2 separate regions of the Sus scrofa genome follow, and region 1 is linked to region 2. The links are chromatin contacts, called in public HiChIP or PLAC-seq maps. All regions are on one chromosome and are shown on one strand. The core of a region is the stretch at or near the end of the contact, and the rest is flanking DNA. Distances in the headings are between cores, read along the strand shown. Region 1 holds the start of PARVB (beta-parvin). Region 2 overlaps PARVB (beta-parvin).

Evidence for each region. HiChIP or PLAC-seq counts read pairs in DNA pulled down with a chosen protein or histone mark.
Region 1: a contact with region 2 is called in an H3K27ac HiChIP or PLAC-seq map of skeletal muscle. The contact joins the promoter of PARVB here to the enhancer-like site in region 2. A contact is called at or near these places in 8 of 47 Hi-C or Micro-C datasets (blood, fetal liver, heart right ventricle and 3 more) and 2 of 2 datasets of contacts at active chromatin or transcription factors (alveolar macrophages and skeletal muscle).

Annotation. Positions count from the first base shown.
Region 1 is chr5:5,010,907-5,018,139 of Sscrofa11.1, reverse strand. It overlaps PARVB (beta-parvin), which reads left to right and starts at 2,646. Exons shown (of 14, transcript XM_021091402.1): 1 at 2,646-2,915. The coding sequence starts at 2,801.
Region 2 is chr5:4,973,735-4,980,574 of Sscrofa11.1, reverse strand. All of the region lies in intron 1 of PARVB (beta-parvin), which reads left to right. Among named protein-coding and RNA genes, the nearest start is that of PARVB, 38 kb to the left of the region's middle. Within about 2 kb of position 4,639, at least 4 of the 83 cell types and tissues checked have an H3K27ac peak or open chromatin away from gene starts, as enhancers often do. A contact at or near this core is called in omental adipose tissue, retroperitoneal adipose tissue and skeletal muscle, where this site is marked.

The DNA of each region.
Region 1 (7,233 bases), core at 1,397-3,896, 40 kb before region 2:
CCATCAGCTATTTCTCCCATTTGACCCCTAGCCTGGGAACTTCCGTATGCCGCAGGTGTAGCCCAAAAAGCAAAAAAAAAAAAAAAAAAAAAAAAAAAAGTAGGCACCTTTTAAAGTAGGATTTTTTAGGCGTTCCCTGATGGCTTAGCAGCTAAGGGTCTGGCTTTGTGGTGTGGGTTTTTTTGTATCTGTCTTTTTTTTTTTTTTTTTTAGGGCTGCACCTAGGGATCAAACCCACGTCCTCATTGATGCTAGACAGGTTCATTATCTCTGAGTCAAAACAGGAACGCCTGGGGCGTGGGGTTGATCCCTGGCCTGGGAACTTCTGCATGCTGCAGCTGTGGCCAAAACAAAAAAAGTGTTTTTTTTTTTTGGCCCCCTGCTGCATATGGAGTTCCCAGGCCAGGGACCAGATCTGAGATGCAGTTCTGATCTTTGCTGAATCTTTAACCCAGTGTGCCAGGCCGGGGATCCAACCTGTGTCCCAGTGTTCCAGACACATTGCTGATCCCATTACGCCAGAGCAGCAATGTCTTAAAGTAAGATTTGACCTCCCATGAGCAGCAAGCGAGTGAAATTGGTGAATTCTGTGTGTCTGCTCGGAAGCCAGACCTACTGATGAAACTTCCGAACAATCAGTTATTTAACTGGGTACTCCCTGCACCCGAGACTGTGCTCAGGACCGTGGTTCTTTTCTGCTCTTCATCCAAGGTTTCTTTTCCGAGGCTTCTCTCGTGGTCACATGCTCTCCTCCTGGGATCTGTGGCTGTGCCCAGGGGCGTGGGAGGGTGAGGGTGGCTGTGGGCCTCCAGAACCAGGATGCGGCATTCGTGTGTTTCTCTAGAATCTGTACCACGCAGCAGATTCTCAAAGGGGCCAGAGATCCCCTGCCCTGGATGACAGTAGCCCTCAGCGTTCAGAGTAGTCTAGCCCTGACTGTGTCAGGGTCCCATCAAGATCCAGCAACCGTGCTGTATAGCACTGGGAACTGTATCTAGTCACTTAATGCTGGAGCATGATAATGTGAAGAAAAAAAAAATATATATATATACATATATAAAACTGGGTCACCTTGCTGTACAGTAGAAAATTGACAGAACACTGTAAACCAGCTATGATGGAAAAAATAAAAATTACTAAAAAAAAAAAAAAAAAGATCGGAGTTCCCGTTGTGGCTTAGTGGAAACGAACCCTACCTACTAGGATCCATGTGGATGCAGGTTCAATCCCTGGCCTGCTCCGTGGGTTGAGGATCTGGCGTTGCCAGGAGCTGTGGTGTAGGTCGCAGACGTGGCTCAGGGCTCCTTGTGCGGGCTCGCCCCCATTCACTCACACCAGGCAGCCTGCATCCTCGTCTGCCACCTCACCTCAACCCTCCCCGGGGCCAAGGTCTTTGCTCAAGGCCTCCCTTTCTGTCCTGCCTGCTGAGACTTCTCTCCCGCGAGAGAATACGAATGTCCCTGCATCTCCCAACCCTCTCTTCCTCCTGCTCCCCTGCCTCCCCGCTGGATTCCTAACTGCATCCCACGTCACTGCGGGGCTGTGTCCTCCTGGATCACGAGCTCCTGGAGGGCAAGGCTCTGTCCCCCGGGGTCAGTGCACCCACTGCGGGAGGGCAGGGCCTGGCTCCTGCTGGGCCAACACAAATGTTTGCTGTTGGGGGAGTTACAGAGGGCTGTGGGCTCGGAGCCAGCCCGGAGGGCGAGGGAAAAACCAACCTTAACCACACACACAGACCTAGACTCCCCTGCTCCTCCCCGGGTGGACGGCCTCAGATAGTGGTATCTGCTGGGGAAGGACCCCACCCACTGTCCTGGGGAAATGGCCTTAACTCTTTCCACTCCATCAAGTCTGGAGCTCCGTCCACCTGTGAGTGTCTCCAGAAACCTGTTCACGTCCCTCCTAAATCACTGGGGCCTGGGAACCGGAACCGGTCTCTCTGGGCCCCCTTCCCCACCCGCTGTCACACATCGTCCAGAGTCAACCTTGTAGAACCCAAGTCCACCAGGTCACCTCCATCTCAAACCCCTTCCGCGGCTTCCAGCGCTGCCAGGACCTGCCTTGGTCCTCTTCTCTCTCCGGTCCCTGGAGCCCCACGCTGTGCCCTCTGGTCCTGCTCTTCCCTCGGCCTGATTCCAGGCCAACATGTTTCCTGGCTCTTCAGGTCTCTTCGGGAAAATTCCTGTCCTCCCCTAGCACAGAACAGGGTGTTCGCGAGGGTTCCTATGTGCCAGCAATGTCCACCGAACGCAAAGCCTCTTCAGAGCCGGGATTGTGCCTCTAGCCCCAAGCCCGGTTGTGGGTAAAAGTTCAGCAAGTGACATGACTTATTTGTGGGTTATGTGATCCACTTCGGGTGCGCAAAGGTGCTGGCCCCGACTGCCCCCCGGTTCCCTGGAGCCCAGGTACCGGCACCAGAGCCGGCCCAGCCCAGGGCTCAGAGGTGCAGAACAGGAGGAGAAGGCGGAGGAAGCCTTAGGTCTGTCCCAACGGCGGCACTTAAGCGCGGAAGCACCACTTCACTTTGAGAATGAGTGTGACGCGCAGCGTGGGAACGGCCGAGGGCTCGCGGGCAGCCGGCGGGCTGGAAGTGGTGACCGCAGCGCCCGAGAGGGCGCCGAGACCTCGGGCGGCGGGCGCCGCAGGGCCGGGGGCGGGCGGGGGCGGGGGCCGGCGCCGGGGCCGCGCCCTCCGGGCCACTCCCCAGGCCGAGCAGGCGGCGGCGGCGGCCAAGGCGGCGACCAGGGCTGCTCTCACACGCGCTGCGCCCGCGCCCGGCCCCGGGGTCCCCGCGCACCCCATGTCCTCCGCACCGCTGCGCTCGCCCGCCTCGCGGCCGCACAGGATGAAGAAGGACGAGTCGTTCCTGGGCAAGCTGGGCGGCACGCTGGCGAGGAAGAAGAAGGCCAAGGAGGGTGAGTCCGCCGGCCGCCGGCCGCCCGCCGCGCACGCGCCGCGCCCCGCCCCGCGGGCTCCGGGCGGGCGGCTGCTCGGCCCCGCGCGCTCGCGCTTGCGCGCACGCCGCCCCGAGTCCCACCGGGACCGGATCGAGGGGCAGGCGGGCCACGCGGTCCGAGCCTTGCCGGGACCCGGTTGAGTAGCAGCCGGGACCACGCGGTCCGAGCCCTGCCGGGACCCGGTTGAGTAGCAGCCGGACCACGCGGCCTGAGCCCTGCCGGGACCCGGTCGAGTAGCAGCCGGAACCATGCGGCCCCGAGTCTCGCTCGGGTGGCCGCCGGGGCCACGCGCCCGCTCCCCTTCGGGCTCCGCGCGCGCGGCATCCTTACCCCGCCGGGCCCGCGCAGCGCGCAGCCGTGACCTTGGCGACAGCCCTTGAGCCTCGCGCCTTCCTCCTCCCGAGACCTTTAAACGCCGGCGGGAACCGGGAGCTCAGGCTCTCCCCCCGCCCTGTCCTCCGCCGGCGGCTCGTCGAGCCTCTTTGGGCCCCGGCGTCATCTCGGGGCGCAGCGCCAGCTCCTGCTGAGGGCAGGACGTTGAGCAGATGTGGGGCGAGCTCCCGGGGCGCCGAGGCCAGCCCCGGGCCCGCCGCGGCCCGAGGGGCCATGTACAAAGCCCCGCTGCCGGGCAGCACCGCCGCGGGCCCGCTGGTTCAGCCCTGCCTGAGGGCACTCGCTCCTCAATGGGCACGCGCTGCCGGGCGGGCAGAGGCCGGGCCCCGCCAGTGTCCGTGATGCGGGGTGCTGTCCGGCTGCGGCCCCCGCGGCGGAGAGGGGAGGGAGGAACTCGTGCGGAGCGGGCAGGCCGGAGCTGCGAGGCCCGTGGGCACCGACTGGGGCACGGACCACAGAGGCCCCTCCATGTCTGACCCCAGGTGCCTGCGAGAATACTGCTAAAAATCTGCCTGCCTTCTCTTACATTTTAAAAGTTTTTTTAGACGTGTGAGGACTCTCGTTTGGGATCTTGAAATACCGCTGTTCTCTGGGCCCCTCCCGGGGCCGCGTTCCGGAATTTTCCCTTTGTTCTGGCCCGGAGGTTCGTCCTCTGGGCCAGATGCCCTGCGGGTGAGGGTGCGTGGTGTGCTGGGGCAGCTCTGAAAAGGCTGGTGCGAGCTGGCCTCGGGCAGGACATGGGGAAGGTGTGTCAGCGGTCACGGGTGTGCAGAGTTCCTCATAGCCCAGCTTGACCTGTGCTCTAGAAGGTCCCCTTGGACCTCCAGGATGAGCCCCCTCCACCGTGTGACCTAAGGACATGCTTGCAGGGACACATAGACACACGTCCCTGAACTCATTTCTCCCTTGGAGATATGTATTCTGTGCTCCCATGCATTTCCCACCCAGGGGTGTGTGTGTGTGCGCGTGTGTGCACGCGCGCGCGTGTGTGTTGGGGAGGAGGAAGGGGGAAGGTGAGGGGAGTGTGTGCCCTTGCATTTCCCATCGGGAGCACTTTTATCCAATTAGATGATTGGGTTCCCAGAGGGCAGGGCCTTTGAAAAAATGTGGCCCGGCATATCAGTAAACAAAGGATGTTGCAGCCTTCTAGCCTCCACTGCCACCCCTCCCGGTGAGCCCTGAGGGGACTCAGGATGTGAAAGCACAGGACTCTGGTCCCTGAGAGCTGAGGTGCACATCAAAGGACTGATTTCAGTGAGTCCTTTGCATCTTCCTGTACTTAGAAAAGCCCTGAATTCCTTAACTTGAGATGTCTGGTTTTCTTTCATTAACAGTAATCTTTTGGCTTTCCCGTCGGGGCTCAGTGGTTAACGAATCCGACTAGGAAACATGAGGTTGTGGGTTCCATCCAGATTACAAACCAGTAATCTTTGCCTTTTTTTTTTTTTTTTTTTTTTAGGGCCACACCCGCAGCATATGGAGTTTCCCAGGCTAGGGGTCTAATTGGAGCTACAGCTGCCAGCCTACACCACAGCCACATCAACGCCAGAGCGGAGCCACGTCTGTGACCTACACCACAGCTCACGGCATCGCCGGATTCTTAACCCCTTGAGCGAGGCCAGGGATCGAACCCACAACCTCATGGTTCCTAGTTGGATTTGTTTCTGCTGCGCCACGACGGGGAACGCCTCATTAGCAGTAGTCTTTCAATGTTCCGACTACCTGGTCTGTGTTGCAAAAAACGCCTATGGAGCCTGGCCCCTCCCCTGGCTCTTCTGAGCTCCCCTTAGAGTTACCCCAGGGGCTGCAACCTGGGCTCCAGTCCTTAGTTTTGTCTGCCAGGTAAAACGTCATTCTTCACTCTAAGGTTGTGCGGTTTTTTGTGGTTGACAAGTGGGTCCAAGCACACTGGCGACTCCTCTCTGAGGCCTGGCATTTGGGATCCAAACTGGCTTATTTATCTCCATCAAGTCGCACCTCCTGAAAGCGGCGATAAATGGCCTTCGCATGTCCCTTGATCATTCCGCCTGCCTTGGTTGCCGTCCTGTCACCTTCACCCAAATCAGTGTCCTTCCCTTCCTAGTTCATGCGTTGCCTGCTGTGAGCCCCTAGGAAGTAAAGGTGAACAAAGCTCTTGCTTTCCTGGACCGAGGGGTCAGGGGGCGTAGCTAAATAAACAGACCACCGTCGCGTAACAATATGTGCTGCGGTCAGATGGATGCCCACGCAAGGCCTCAGGCAGATGATGTTTGGGTTGAGACCCAAAGGAGCCAAGAAGGAAAGCCATTCCTCCCAGAGCAGCAGGTCAGCAGAATGTTCTGGACAGTGACAGCTTTTTATAGGTGACATTTACACTCTTGGAATACGAAGAAGCACAGGCCTGAGTCATGGACAGGCCCCAAGTTCCCAAGCCAAGGCCTTGTCCTTGCCTTTGTGAACTGGCCGGCACCTAGAAAATGGAGAACCAATCTGGCTTAATTTAACTCTGCCAAGAATTGCAATAGTTCAGACGTGCTGTGCTGAATAAAAGAGGCCTGAAAACAGCGGAAGGAGAGAGGTGCTTCTGTGGCGAAGCTGGCGTTGCTTTAGTGTGAGTTAGCTGGGTCCCTTGCCTCGGGTCTCAAGGTTGGGGTATCTGGTACCCTCAGGGGTTCCCCATGCAAACAGGAATTGGGCTCAGATGCAGGAATTGGGGGAGGACTGGCCTGGGAAGGGCTCAGTGGCTTCTGTCTGGTCTGGCGGGAAGTGGGGAAGGAGTCAGAAGCAGGAGACTGGAGTTCCCGCTGTGACGCAGTGGAAACAAATCTGACTAGTGTCCGTGAGGACGCAGGTTCACTGGGTCCCTGGCCTCGCTTAGTGGGTCAGGGATCCGGTGTTGCCGTGAGCTGTGGTGTAGGTCGCAGATGTGGCTTGGATCCTGTGATCTCGTGTTGCTGTGGCTGTGGGGTAGGCTGGCTGCAGCTCTGATTCTACCCTTAGCCTGGGACCTTCCATATGCCACGGGTTCAAGCCCTGGAAAGCAACCCCCCCAAAACAAACCCAAAAAACCCCCCAAAACCCAGAAGCGAGGTACGAAGCCTGGAGAATGAGGTTCTGAATGATTGAGGGTTGCCAGTCTTCCTGCGGGCCTGTTTCCTTGGCAACCTGCCCTCCCTGCTGCTCAGGTGCATCCCCAGCTGGAGCAGGTCCTGGCCCAGACCCAGGGCCCCGGTGGGAAGGCGCTCATTTGCCTGCCGGGGACCGATCAGGAAGACGGCGCTTCGAGGTGTCCTGGGCGCTGCCAGCTGTGCCATGGGCGGGTTTCATTTCCTTGTTGTTAGAGAGTTGATGGTGAATTCAGGAGTGTGGGTGGAGGTGCGGCCTCTGTAAGGGAGGTGGCGGGGGGAGGGGGAGGATGCTGGGCCGAGGACGGCACTGCCGAGAAGCCAGAGATCCCGGGTGCCCCGAGCATTCGGCCCTGCCCGCCCAGGTTGGCAGAGCTCGAGGCTGTGACCAAGTGCGGAGGGACAGGTGGGGGGATGTCCTGCCGTCTTCCAGAGAAGGTCATATCAGGAAATGCGTTCTGGGCCTCGGAGGGGCTGCTGGGGAAGTGCCGGTGGATGAATTCACAGCGTGGTGAAGGCTGATGTGCCATGGAAGGACCCGAGTCGCGTCATGTGGTGGCTGGTTTAGAAAACGGAAGTGGGACGAGCTGTGGGCATCAGGAGTGGAGAGGAACACTTGAAAGCCCCAGAGCTCCCGAAGGAGCCACTCACTAAAGCTCATCGGTTACTGGGGCTGGACAGAGCAGGCGCAGAGGAAGACTCCCCACGAGGGCCCCCTGGTGACCATGGGTGACAGCCTGCAGGTCCAGCCGGCGGGGGGGGGGGCAGGGGAGGGAGGG
Region 2 (6,840 bases), core at 3,390-5,889:
CGGCCCTGCCCACGCGCGCCCTGTGTGACCCGCTCGCGGCTCCTCCGGCTGCCGCCCTGTGCCCGCAGCCTCCCGCTCCCGCGTCTCACGCGTCCTCCAGCCTCACGCTCTTCACCAGTGAGTGACCCCTGTTTGCCTTCTTCTTTTTAGCAACAGCAGGGAAGCCCTGGCCCATATCTCTTCTCTGCCTCATGGGGGAAGGTCATTTAGCCCAGAATGGGCTCTGGGCTGGCCCTTGCCTTTGCCCAGGAAGGTGCCGAGAGCAGGGGAGGGGGCCCTGAAATCCCCTGGGCCCTAGAGACGGGCTCCTGATTTGCAGACTGAAGCGTGTTGATAAGTTTCCATTACTTCGGTGGGTTATGTGGGTCTTTGGGCCGAGATAGGGGAGTGGTGTTGGGAATATTTTCAGGGACAGGTAAGATTTTTTTTTTGGCCTCACCTGTAACGTTTGGAAGTTCCCGGGCCAGGGATGGAACCTGCACCATAGCAGTGACCTGAACCACAGCAGTGACAAGGCCAGATCCTTAACCCATTGAGCCGCCGGGGAACTCCAACCATTAAGATTTTTTTAAAGGGTACCGGGTACAGTGGATTTCTCTTTCATGATCTTTTGGTTCTGTCTTTCCCTTTAAACGGGCTCCTCTTTTCCCTGCTGGATAAGAGATTCGTTCTGCCTTTTCTTCAGAGCCAGCTGTCAGTGGAAGAAGCTTGGCATTGGGCAGCCTGGGGGCGAGCCCTGCTCTGCCTTCCTAGCACTGATCACAGCGGTTGGCGTGGTCCCTCTGATGCAAAGCTCTGCTTTGCTGCTGGTGAAATGGGGACGGTCGTACAGCTGATGTCTGTTGAGCTCTCTGTCCCAGTCTCTTCGTGTGCTTTGTCTCCCGTGCAGTCCTCATACCAGCTTTATTATATAGCAGAGGAAACCGAAGCACAGAGAGGCTAATGAACCCACGCAAGGCCACACAGCGCCTGGGAACGGGAGTCAGGGGTTGAGTTGCAGCTCTTCACCTCCGCCTGAGGCTTGCAGGCCATCTTCCTGGGACCTGCCAGAGGGTGGACGGAGATGACAGCTGTTCAGATGCTCCTGTGCCTCTGACACCAAGGCCGCCTTCCACAGGTGCCCCTTCCCCTTCTGATGGAGTAAAGGACACACGTCTCCCCTGGGCTCTGCCTGGTGTGTCCTCGGAGAAGGGACCTTGGGGCCCAGGTTGGCAGGTGACGCCTTCCCTAAAGGAGGCCACAGACCGAGTTTTGCCTTGAGCGTTCTCGTTCGTTGAAGCCGGCCTTTTGTGGATGTGCAGGGACTCTTCTAGAGGGGAAACCAGCAACTGAGGGAGGGGCTTAAGGAAGCTGAATGCAGGGAGGCCCAGGTTCACGCCGAAGCAGGTTCCCAAGGACTATAGACTCCGCGACAAAAGGCAGAAAGTCTGGGAACCACGGGCGATGGGCGGTGATGGAGGCCAGACCCTGCCCACTCTCCCGAGGCTGGGATGGGCTTTGTTCCTCTTGCTCTTTCTCACCAAGAGGGTGGATTACGGAGTTCTCTACCCTCCCCTGGGAGAATCACAAGGTACATGAACGCAGTCAAGGCTCTGAGAAGGCCTGCAGACAAAGACCAGCCATGTCTCTGGAACTCGGGGAAATAGTGATGGGGGCCAGATCGATAGGTATCTTGGTCATATACCTACTGCTGTTTGCCAGTTTTTCTAGGTTCTGTTGGGCTTCAAAAAATGAATCTAGGAGTTCCCTTTGTGGCTCTGTGGGTTAAGAATCTGACATAGTGTCTGTGAGGATTTGGGTTCGATCCCTGGCCTCGCTCAGTAGGTTAAGGATCTGGCGTTGCCACAAGCTTCAGTGTAGGTCACAGAGGCGTCTCAGATCCTGTGTGCCTGTGGTGTAGCCTGTGGCTGTGGTGTAGACTGTCAGCTACAGCTCCAATTCAACCCCTAGCCTGGGAACTTCCATATGCCGCAGATGCAGCCCTAAAATTTTTTTTTTAATTAAAAAAAATTCTCATCTAAAAGCTGTGCTGAATGTGTTTCCTTTGTCCAAAAAGTAGCACTGCTGATGCTGGAGGGAGGTGTGTTCAGTTTTCTGTTAGGAAAAGGATCCCCAGGTTCCAAAAGCTGGGAACCGAATTGAGAGGCCCCCTCCATCGTGGCTCTGTGGCTGCCTCCCCCCACCCCCGGAGCCTGGTATCAGAGGCCGTTGCACCCGAGGTCTCGTCTTTTCTGGAATAGCTCCCATCACTGGTGTTTTGTCCCCTCCTTCCTGGCTGATGTCTGCTGCCACCGAGGACACAGGAGTTCTGTTTGGGCTCAAGTCAGCGACTGTGTGTTTGTTCTGGCTGCTCACTTAGGGGCAAGGCAGGATCCATCCCAGCTCCGTGTCTTACTTGCTGTGGGACCCCAACTCTACGGTCCCCACCTGGTGATGACCGAGATGGCTCACTCTCTGCTCTGAGGGCCTTGTGCCGTCCCCACCTGCCCAGAGCAGGACCCGGGAGGGCAGCTGCTGCCTCTTCTGTATCGACTGCCCACAGCCCCTTTGTCCACTCTCCCTCCTCCCTCCAGGTCCCTGCCTGCAGGGTCTACACTGAAAGAACCTTCTAGGATGTGTCTCTGCTTTCCCCACGTCTGTGCCTTTGGGGAGGGGACTTTGTAGCTGGATAGACTGGTGCCAGTAGGAAGGCCACCATTTATTTATTTCCCCAATCAGAGATGCAGCTGCCGCCCTGCAACACGGTGTCCGAGCCACATTTGCAACCCATGCCATGGCAACGCCGGATCCTTAACCCACTGAGGGAGGCCAGGGAGCGAACCCGTGTCCTGATGGATCCTAGTTGGGTTTGTTACCATGGAGCCACGTCAAGAACTCTGAATGCCAGCGTCTAGCTGCCTCCTTGGCCAAGTCCTCTGAGCGCCAGGCCTCTGTTCCTTGGTAGCGGCCCTGCCCCCGCTGTGTCCCCGAGAGCCTGCGTGAGCTCATGTCTAAGGGTGTGGGCTGGGCAGGCTTCCTTCCTCTGTGGTGCAGCCCATAGCAGCATCCCCACCCTACAGGCCTTTCTGGGCGGGGGGGATTTCAAGCTGGGCGTGGAACGGTGCAAGAGAAGGGAACTCAAGAATGAGAGTTGATAGCTGGCCGAATGGGGACCGCAGAAACACCCACTCTTCCCGGCTTCTTAGCCAGCCTCCTGCTGCCGGCCACCGCAGGGCCTGAGGACATGCCTCCGCCACCCACTGGGAGTGTGGGGATGGAGATTGGCATCCTTTCCGTCCACCCTGTAGGCCAGGCTCCTCTAAGACGCAGCTCCAAGGTTGCCTCCTCCAGGAAGCCTGCCTGGACTGCCACTCATTCCAGGGCTCCCAGCATCCACACGTACTTCCATCATTTTCCCCCTGGGCACTGGGGCCCCTCAGGGCAGGGCCTGTGTCTGAGTGCTTGCGCGGCCCGCCTGGCGCCAGGCCTGACAGTAGAGGAGGCCCACTAAGTGGTTGTTGGATGAGAGAGTGAGCAGGTGCAAACGGGGCCACATCCCAGCGTGGTCACGCTGCAAGATGTGTGTAAAAAACCAAACCTCAGGAGTTCCCGTGGTGGCTGAGTAGAAATGAATCCAACTAGTATCCATGAGGTTGCAGATTTGATCCCTGGCCCTGCTCAGTGGGTTAAGGATCCAGCATTGCTGTGAGCTATGGTGTAGACCTGCAGCTGTAGCTCCAATTCAGTCCCTGGCCCAGGAACTTCCATATGCTGCAGGCACAGCCCTAAAAAGCAAAAAAAAAAAAAAAAAAACCAAACAAAAAAACCCAGTCTCTTTATTTTATTTTATTTTGGCTGTACCCGAGGCATGTGGAAATTCCTGGGCCAGGGATCGAACCCTTGCCACAGCAGCGATCTGAGCCACAGCACTGACAATGCCAGGTCTTTAACCTGCTGAGCCACCAGGGAACTCCCAGACTTCTTTTCTTAAGTGAAGGGAATTTACATTTAAAAGTGAATGAATACGGCCACACCTACTCTCCCCAGCCCCTGCCCCTCTAACCTCTTGGACTCCAGGGACAAATAAAGGGAACTAAGAGATGAAGTGTGTCCCTCTCATTGTTTTCTTCAAACAGAAGTTTCTGGGCAGCTGGGGAAGTGAGACATGCCTTTAAACTTGGGGTCCGCTTGACCAGAAACATGCTTTGCTTGTCAGAGATACCGAAGTGGCCGGAAAGGGAAGGAACATCCCTCCCAAAGGGAGGAAGCAGGTGGAAGCAGCAGGCTGTGGGTCCAGGACTCACCTCCTTCCCCTCTAGCTGTGCTGGTGACTGGCCCGCACACAGTAGGTCCTCAAAACCTTGGCATTGTACTTGCTGAGCGTCTGCTGAAGGCCTCTCCTGCTGGGCCCTGTGCTTAGCATTTCACATGTTCTCTCACGAGTCCGCAACCCCGAGGGAGAGGGGGGAGGATAGGATACTTATTTGACTCGGAATTCAGAGAACATCAATTGAGGCCCTACTATGTGCCGGACCTTGAGCTGGGCTTTGAGGATGCAAAGAACTCTGTACTTGGGCTGTCTGTTCAAGAGGGGGACAATTTATCACAACAAACGAATAACCGTGTGATGACTTCAGGGCGAGAATGAAGCGGGATGTGGTGCCAGTCAGCCAGGGGACTTTGGGGTGGACGCATGAGAAGAGGCTGGCCGGTCATCTACATGGGACGGGGCTAAAGTCAGAAGGACCAAAGGAAGCCTGCCCACGTCCGAACAAGCCCTGAGGTTTTGAGCACCATGGTCCTTCTGCTGGCCTGGGGGGGCAAGGCGCACAGAGGAAGGTCCCTTAGCGCTGTGACCCTGGGCTCAGGTCAGGGCAGCCTCAGGGCAGCAGCTGTCCAGGCCGCTCAGAAGGTGGCTCACACTTGGCTGGTCTGGCCGTCCCTGCCTGGCCCGCAGCTGTCACCAGTGTCCAGAGCTCTCACTCTGCTGGAGACAGTGGCTTCTTCAGGGAGGGAGGGTGCCCGGTTGCCAGGGCAACCAGAGGCAGGAGGCCAGGGCCTCGGGGGAGCGGCCGATCTGCCCACAGCCCCAGGGAGTGAGGACCAGGGTGGAACAGCGAGGCCCCCTTGGCCCTGGGATGGAGCAGCGTCACTCACCACCTGGTGCCCATGCCTCCCAGCCGCAGCCCCGGCTGGACTGGCGAGGGTGTGTGGGCGATCCGGGCCTGCGAGTGGGGGGCACGCAGCAGGTATCGAAGGTGGAGGGACACGGCTGCAGCGCCCTCGGGCCCCCACCTCATGTCCACCCTGGGCCAGAAAGTGGAGGGACAGACGCATCCAGGCTGCCCCCTGTGCCAAGGAGACCCACCCTGGGGGCTGGAGGTGGGGGCTGGGTGGCAGCAGGCAGGAAGGAGCCCTTTCCCTGAAGGGTGTGGAGGCAGGGCACAAGCCAGGGGATGCTTAGGGCAGCAAAACACGGGATGGGGTTTCAGCCACATGACCACGATCCTGTGAGGCAGGGAGCACACGGCCGTGGCCCCGCGGAATTCTGACCTGAGCGAAGGTGGGGGCAAGGTGCTGGGCGGGCTGTGGATACGGCACGGCTGTGCCATCGTGGGCACCCTCACCCGTCCGGCCTCTGGGGCTCCTCAGGAGGATCCAGCGGGGTGTCACTACCTCCATGCGCCGCACATTTTGCACCCGATGATTCTCCAGCAGGTGTGTGTGTGTGTGTGTGTCCCGGGCACGGCAGGTCAGGCATCCCCAGCCTCTGCACACTAGATGCCAGTAGCACCTCCTGCATCCAGGGGTGGCAGCCTGGAGTATCCCCAGATGCTGCTGCACATCCCTGGCTGCGAACCACGGAGCTGGAAGGAGGTGGCCTCCACACTCAGTGTCCTTAGGACCGCCCCCGCCCCCCACTGACCCCCTCCTCACCGCCCACCACCCGAGTAGGAGATCACGGAAAAGAAGGACCCTAGGCAACCGCTGACCTTTCCCCTGGGGCCCTGGGTACAGGGGTGCCCAGGACACACACACACGCACCCCTGTGACCCTGAGGGGGCCCTCCGCTGCTCTTAAAAAAGTAGACTTTATTGTTTTAGAGCAGTTTTAGGTTCACAGCAATATTGAGCAGAGGGTACAGGGATTTCCCTTATAGACCCCCCCCCCAGCCTCCCCCATTACCCATACCCCTCACCAGGTGGTACAGTGGTTACAAAAGGTGGCCCTCCACGGACGCATCATTGTCACCCAAATTTCGTAATCGCCTTTAGTGCTGGACTTTCTATGGATTTGAGCAAAAGTACAATGACTTGCAGCTGCCATTGCTCTGTCACCCAGGGGAATTTCGCTCCCCTAAACACTCTCTGTCCCCCCTCTTCATCCCTCCCTCCCCCAGCCCCCGGCGACCACCGGCCTTTCTACTGTCTGCATGATTTTGCCTTTTCCAGGATGTCCCAGAGTTGGAACTGTATAGTCTGTGGCCTGTTCAGATTGACTTCTTGCACTGTGACCCACCTGTGTCCCTTTAATATGGACCTTTGAGATGCCACGGGGCCCACCTGCATCACCCATCATTTCCCCATCACAAGATCCTTTGGCTCTGTGAGGTCCCAGCCTCCAGGGATGGAGCTGTGGGCGTCTTTGAGGGAAGAGGGGCATCGTTCAGCCTGTCACAGAGGCCCGCAGAGAGGCGAAAAGGAGCTCCTAGAGTTCCAGGCTAGGATCGGAAACATCCATGTATGCAGCCGTCCATTCCTTCATTCATGCACTCGCCATGAACTCGCCCCGTGCCCCTGAGGGCTTCCTCTGGGCTGCACCCTGCCCAGGGAGCTGGGGAGGAAGCCTTTCATGTGCCTT